Regions from separate parts of the Mus musculus genome. Here region 2 is linked to region 1. The links are chromatin contacts, called in public promoter capture Hi-C maps. All regions are on one chromosome and are shown on one strand. The core of a region is the stretch at or near the end of the contact, and the rest is flanking DNA. Distances in the headings are between cores, read along the strand shown. Region 1 overlaps Gopc (golgi associated PDZ and coiled-coil motif containing). Region 2 holds the start of Cep85l (centrosomal protein 85-like).

Region 1 (3,578 bases), core at 341-2,840:
TTAAAACAATCATATGATTTATCATTTATTAAAGATCAATAATAATTTGCATAACAAGGTATGCTTTTTAAATTTTTACATAGTTCTTAACTGAGGATGTGTTACTATAAAACACCGGTAGTATATACTTAAGCTTAACTTGTAGTCCACGGGCCCCGTGTGGTTGAAGACAGCTATGCATGCAGTTCAACACAAAATGATAAACTTATCTAAAACATAAGGTTGTCTTTATTGTTGTAGTTTTTTGCTGCTTGATTACACGGTTCTCAATTTTTAACTTCATAGATGACAACATGTCACAAGGTTGTCCAAACCTTAGGTAGAGCACCTTCAACATTTTCCAGAATTGATCAATATTTCGATTTGACAACTGTCAATGCCAAGACTAAGGCTCTGCATGCAGAAGTATGCTTAGGACTATTTTGGAAGTTGTTGGAAATTCTTTCCTAATCCCAAGCCAAAATTCATTTAACAATACAAAAATTAATAATAATTACTATTATTTGTAAGATTTATCTTCATTTATGTGTGTGGTCTAGATGTGTACACGTCATGTATGTGCAAGTACCTGATGAAGCCAGAAAGTATTGGATTCCCTGGAGCTGGAATCACAGATGGTTATGAGCTACCTGTCGTGGGTGCCAGGAACCGAATCTGGGTCATCGGAAAGAGCTGCAAGTGCTCTTAAACATTGAGCCATCTTTCCAGCCTCCAAAATGCTTATCTGCTTATCTGTATGCATGTAAATGTCTGCATGAGTGCTGCAACCTGTGTGTGCAGGGCAGAGGACAACCTTGGGTGTTGGCCCTCCTAACCTTGACCTTGAGGTATAGTGCCTCTTGCTTGCTGTTGCAGTGCATACTCCAGGGTATCTACCCTCAAGCTTCTGGGGAATTCTCCTGCCTCTGTCTCACACCTCACACTATAAACACACACCACTTATGCACATTGATTCAAGGGATCTAAACTCAAGTTGTGAGGCTTACAGCAAGTGCTTTTACCTGTTGAGCCATCTCCTTGGCTCAACATTTTTTTTTTAAGGAAACTAAAGTCAGAAAGTCAAAACAGCAATTTTTGAGCTCTAACATTCCCATACAGTGTAACCCAGGGATATCTAATGTGAGCTTTCCATGCTGACGAATGCTGAGAAAGCCTTGTCTTCATTTTCTGTAAGCCATCCATATCTGTAAGAACAGACCATTCATAACCTGCATCTTAGCCTGCACGCTTCAGTCATGAGTACTGTGTTGCAACAGTGTGCAGTGTAAACTGCATGTGGACTCAGAACCAAGGCCGCCATGAGGCTGTGTGATACAAGGGCAGGTGCTGACTCAGTATGTGCTTGGTTTTGAATTAATTTTTGGTTGCCGCACATTCAGAAACCTTTTTCCTGTTCGCCAATATTTTGGGACCCTCACATTCAGTTGCATGACCTAATTAATATAGGAGCTCAAACCTCATCTTAGGAAGCTGTGGCTTTTTTTTTTTTTTTTTTTTTTTGGTCAGAAAATTACCCTTTGTACTGTGTAGCAATTATTCTAAGGGCCAAGTGCTGAGATCACAGTGAGCCCAAGCATGAGAGCTGACTGCAAGTTCTCGGTTAGAGCAGAAATCCGCCCAGGAGGGCTTATTCATTCCACCAAAGCTTTCCATTTCTACACGGCTGACATTGCTTCACCACTGTCAACTGCACATGGCCCTTATGTTTGCTGTGCCCAGCTAGCCAGCGCCTGCACTCTTCTTTCCTATTCAACTCAAAAGAATTTTAACTTTAACTTTCAGTTTAAAAATTGAAAGGCCAGAGAACTATACTGTCACAGAAAAAACAAATGTAGGTAGTTCATACAGAATTAGCTCAGCTCCAAGGAAAGTCAACTTACAGCAACAGCGATCTGCTGCCATGGCAATTTTATAAATGGAAATAAAGGATTTTATAATGTCAGAAACATTATTAGGAAGACTTGCGACACTGTGCAATATATTCAAAAATAAAGTGTAAAACAAAACAAAAACCTTTCTGAAGTGAAGCTACTGAGGCAAACGGTTAAGATTCGGATAACAGCTTACTTAGGAAGAAGAAGACAGGCCTTAAATATGCTGATCTCGGGGTAAATCACAGAACTGTCCTATAAGAGCACCACAAAGAAAGAAGTACAAAGCTGAGGCTTGCACTGGGACTAGGAGCAGATACGCATTAATACCCCAACACAGAGGTACATGGAGAAGAGACAGCCAGGGACCGGGGTTTGGGAAATTACTTGTCAGGGATGGTTGGAGAGGGAAAAGAAAAAAAAGATACTGTACAAGTTCATCAAATCAGATTGTGTAATGACAAACATACTGTCCCATGTGATGGTTAGTGTTAATTGCTAACTTGACAGAATTTAGAATCACCTGAGGTGTGTGTGTGTGTGTGTGTGCGCGCGCACGCGTGCAAGCATGATCTTGATTGTGTTAATTCATGTGGGAGGACCACAATAATTGTGGGAAGAACTATTCTCTGGGTAGAGGAGCTTACAGAGTATAAAACAAAGCAACTGAGCAGAGCACTGCACACAAGCATTTACGGGTCTCTGCTGACAGATGCAATGTGATCAGCTGTCTCAAGCTCCTCCTGTTAGGACTGCCACATGACAGACTATAACATGGAACTGTGATGCAGACAAGAACCTTTCTTCCTTAAGTTGCTTCTGCCAGAGAAGAAATTTTTAATTTTTATTTTGCTTATTATTAGAAGTATCAGAAGGTATAGGCATGTGGAGGTCAGAGGAAAACTTTGTCCAGTTGTTTCTCTCTTTTACTTTGACATGAATTCTGGGACAGAACATAGTCAGCTCTTCAGGCTTGTGTCACGCGTCTGTACCCAGGGAGGCTTTTTTTTGCTGCTACTGTTTGTTTAGCTCTGGCTGGTTTGGAACCACAAGAAGACCAGGCTGGTCCTGAATTCACAGAGTTCCACCTGTCCCTGCCTCCCCACCCCCACCCACATCCCCAGTGCTGAGATTACAGGCTGTGGCCCTATGTGTGGCTCCTGTCAGCTTATTTTATTACAGAAAAGAAACAGAAGAGACCGAAAAGAAACCAAGACACTGTTTCTTTCTTTCTTTCCTTCCTTCCTGTAGATGCCTCCTAATTCAGGCCTTCTCATTCTCTGTTGTTGTCACTGTTGGTGGTGCTGAGGCTAGAACCCAGGGCCTTGTGTATGTTAGGCAAACACTCTTAACACTAAGCTCTAGCCCCAGTGATCCCCTCCTTTTTATAACAATTTTATTCAGTATAGTTTACATCAGAGCAATGCACAAATAACATATTAACAAAAATAAGTGTATCTATTTAATGAGCACATAATTTTTAAAAAAGAGTGGTGTTTTTTAATGTTATACAAATGCAAATGTACTGTACATTGTCTGGTCTTTTACATCAAGAGTGTGTTTAAGATTCACTTATAGTATATTTTCATTTTATGGGATTTTCACTAAAAATTTGTTGATTTCTTTTACTTTCAAGGGATACCCCTTTGGGTGATAAACATGATACTGATAAAAACTACCTGTCAATTGCTAAATACTAAATCTACT
Region 2 (3,578 bases), core at 296-2,795, 1.0 Mb after region 1:
TATACATACATATATATATACATTATATACATTATATACACACACACATAGAGACAGACATACAGACATTACAGTTCTAAACCAATGGTTTTCAACCTCTGGGTCGCGCGACCCCTTGACGTCAAATGACCTCATGAGAGTCACATTTCAACTACGTCCATTACAATTCATAACAATAGCAAACATTACAGTTATGAAGTGGCAATGAAAATAATTTTATGGTTTGGGGACATCACAACATGAGGAACTTTTAAAGTTCGCAGCATTAGGGAGGTTGAGAACTACTGATAGTTTAGAATTTAAACTGTCACAGAATTTCATTGTTCAAAATTTCAGTAGCAATGTGCCTGCATGGTATCTTCAAAAAGGCAGAGAATACCACAAAAGGACTCCTACAAAATGCTTCTTTTCGAACAGTTTTGCAAAAGGTACACAACTGCCTCTAAGTTACACAAGTCAAGTTCTAACACTTTGTAGAACAGGGTTACCACCCATGGGTCCCCAAAATACCTAAATTTTTAGGAGAAATTCTGCGTACAAATAAGTAGCCCTTTTCTCTTGGGGGGTGGGGGGGAGAAGGAAAAAAATTTATGTATCTTTCAGCTTTTCAAAGGGGTTCATGATTCAGTTCAGATTAAAGAGCCCTTTAGACTGTCATCATTAGATAACTTGTCATGGTCAAGCCAACTCTTCTTGTTCTATTCCACGTTAGGGGAAGATTTATAATTCAGTGGCTCCTACACAACTTCTGGGTGATGCAGGCATGAAATGGTTGTCTGATTCTAACAGTCCCTACAACCACCACCGCAAAGCTGCAACCCCCCAGTTTCCCTGAGCCCCGTTTCGAAGGCGGCTGGGCTCTGATGGGACCCAGGAGAGCCCTGGCAGCCATGCGACCTGCTTTCTAAGAGCTGCCGCCCCCTCGGGGGTCTCAATCGGCGACCAAGTCCTCAGCAGCTTCTCTGGAGCAGTGGCTGCGGGCGACACTGCAGCGACCTTCCCGCCCGCGTCCCGCGTGGGGCAGCCACGCACACCACACGAGGGACAACAAAGCCCGGCCGAGCGGCCCAGAAGAGCCGAGTTGTCACCCCGCGGGGGTCGCAGGCCTTAGGGCGCGGACTCCGGAGAAGCCCTGGCGGCCGTCACCCCACCCGCCCGCAGTCCTCCTTACCCGCAGGGAAGCTGCGGGCCCCGCTGGGGCTGTCCCGGCCGCCAGCCTCCGGGGCCAGGAAACGGCCCCACATAGCGGGCGAGCGGGCGAGCCTGGAGCTCGGGGCCCGCGGTCGCCTCGGCTTCTGGGCGGAAACTTGAGCGGAGCCTGGGCCTCGGCAGCGCGGACCGGACCCGGGCGGGGGGCTTAACGGCTGTTCAGCGACGGCCCCGGAGCGCGGCGGCTGCCATGGCCCAGCCGGCTGCGCTGAGGCCCGGGCCGGGGAAGCTAGTAGCTCCCCGGTGACGGCGGCGCGATCGCAGGCTCCGGGGCTCAAAGCGAATCTGCAGCTGCGGCTTCTCTCAGCCCCCTCCGCCCGGCAGAACCTTAGGCAGCGGGCCGGGCCAGGACAGGCGGGGCCTGGATGGGGCTGGGGGCGGGGCCCAGAGGGCGGGGCCTCAAGGCGGGGCCTGGGACTCTTGGCGAACCAAAAACCTATTGCTAACAGCATGCGGGTGATCATCCTGAAGCCGCTCCCTACTTCTCCATCCTGTTACCTTCAAGCTGAGAGAGGGTCCATAATTTAATCCCAAACCCTGTCTTCCTATACGTGCTTTCTAGGGGCACAGTTGTTATAAAAGGTGCGAGTTGTCCCTGCAACCGCTTCAAGGGGCTGTGGGGCTAGCCATCTGACTCAGAATGGAGATCAGAATTAAAATTGTTGTCATGCGTTCCACAAGCACCGGTTATGGATCACGGTGGGAATAGAAAAGAGGACATCCCTGCCTCCCACATCTGCTCCACTTTATTTCCCACCCTTCCTAGGAACAGACATCCTGAGAAAAGACAAAGGAATACAGCATCCTCTTGCAATTACTCTTGTTGGCAATATAATCATTTGAATATTTAGATACAAACTAAACACTGTCAACCACTGTACAAGGAGGCAGTCTCAGCATGCCAATCAGAAGTAACCCAGACGATAAGTTCCTTAGGCTTTGAGTCCAGTGATGTTTTTCCTAATGTGGAAACTGCTAACAAAAGCTTAATATTGATGTATCCTCAAGTAAAATACTACTTAAAGCTTGTGAGGCTTACATTTAAAAATGTGTGCTATAACTCACCACATTTGCTGAAATGTACCAAACCGTGGTTATACATCTAGTCTCCTTCCTGTAGATCTGCAGATATTTCTCCAAATCTTCAGATGTTGGTCAACCGTCAAATGATTCTGATGCTAGAAGGTGACAGAAATATGAAAATATAACGAGATGGCTCTTTATCTGATCTAAAATGTATCTAATTATTTATTGACAGTTGAAAAGGATGGGGAAAAAAACATTAACAGTTCCACAAAGAAAAATATCGAAAGTAAAAATACTATATCTACAAATACATCTTTTCATAATTTGTAGTTTAACAAAAAGCCCAAATTCGCTGGAAACTTGATGTGTAACCCAGGCTGCCCTCAAACTCCTGGTTCTCCTGCTTTAGCCTCCTCTGTGCTTTCTAGAAAGAAAGAAAAAGGAGAAAGAAAGAAAGAAAGAAAGAAAGAAAGAAAGAAAGAAAGAAAGAAAGAAAGAAAGAGAGAGAGAGAGAGAGAGAGAGGAAGGAAGGAAGGAAGGAAGGAAGGAAGGAAGGAAGGAAGGAAGGAAGAAAGAAAGAAAGGGAGGGAGGGAGTAAGAAGGAAAGAAAGGTTCCGGTCGCTTAGAGATTCTTAAACATTTAAAACTCACAACCTCATAACCCCTTTTGTCCAAGAAACTTTTATACAACACTGGATGACTAGATAAATAAAATGGTGTTCAAGGCAAATGTTTGCTTATATTATAAATTTATTTTAATAAATTATTTATTACATATACAAATTTACCATTCATTAAAGATGAAAACACTCTGTATGCTAATGAGATAGATGCAATTCTTTACTTTCATATAAATGATTAAATGTTTGCACAGCATAGTAGTACATACCTGCAATCCCAGCACTTGATGGAAACCAATAAACCAGGAATCCAATTGAAACCTGGATTACAACATGAAGAGTTTAAGGCTAGCCTGAACTACATAATGAAGCCTTGTCTAGGAAAGAAGAGGAAAAATAAAGGAAAGAAGGAGGAAAATGAAGACATAGGTAAATATTTAAAAATGAAATTAATACCCAACAAATTTCTTTTTTTAAAAAATGTTAAAGACATTATTGAGTACATCTGGTAGGAGTTAGGGGGAAGAGTGGGGATGAATATAATCAAAAACCATTGCGTGAAATTTTTAAAGAAAAAATTATTTTATAAAGACATTGGTGCTGGACAGGTGGCTCAGCAGTTAAGAACTGGGATTAAATTCCTAACACCCACACAGGGCAGCTCACAATCACTTATAACTCCAGTTCTGATGCCCTCTTCTTGCCTCTGCACCATGGGGCACC

Evidence for each region. Promoter capture Hi-C pulls out the DNA fragments that hold promoters and counts their contacts.
Region 2: a promoter capture Hi-C map of liver shows a contact between it and region 1, with 3 times the contacts expected there. The contact joins the promoter of Cep85l here to the enhancer-like site in region 1. A contact is called at or near these places in 3 of 39 promoter capture datasets (hippocampal neurons, liver and pre-B cells), 1 of 115 datasets of contacts at active chromatin or transcription factors (astrocytes) and 2 of 9 other capture datasets (adipose tissue and liver).

Annotation. Positions count from the first base shown.
Region 1 is chr10:52,359,796-52,363,373 of GRCm38.p6, forward strand. The region is part of intron 1 of Gopc (golgi associated PDZ and coiled-coil motif containing); the gene reads right to left. Among named protein-coding and RNA genes, the nearest start is that of Gopc, 21 kb to the right of the region's middle. Within about 2 kb of position 1,591, at least 8 of the 459 cell types and tissues checked have an H3K27ac peak or open chromatin away from gene starts, as enhancers often do. A contact at or near this core is called in liver, where this site is marked.
Region 2 is chr10:53,378,338-53,381,915 of GRCm38.p6, forward strand. It overlaps Cep85l (centrosomal protein 85-like), which reads right to left and starts at 1,546. Exons shown (of 13, transcript NM_001204983.2): 1 at 1,172-1,546. The coding sequence starts at 1,244. Gm46225 (a long non-coding RNA gene) reads right to left here. Exons shown (of 3, transcript XR_001779770.2): 2 at 3,125-3,232; 3 at 2,249-2,387.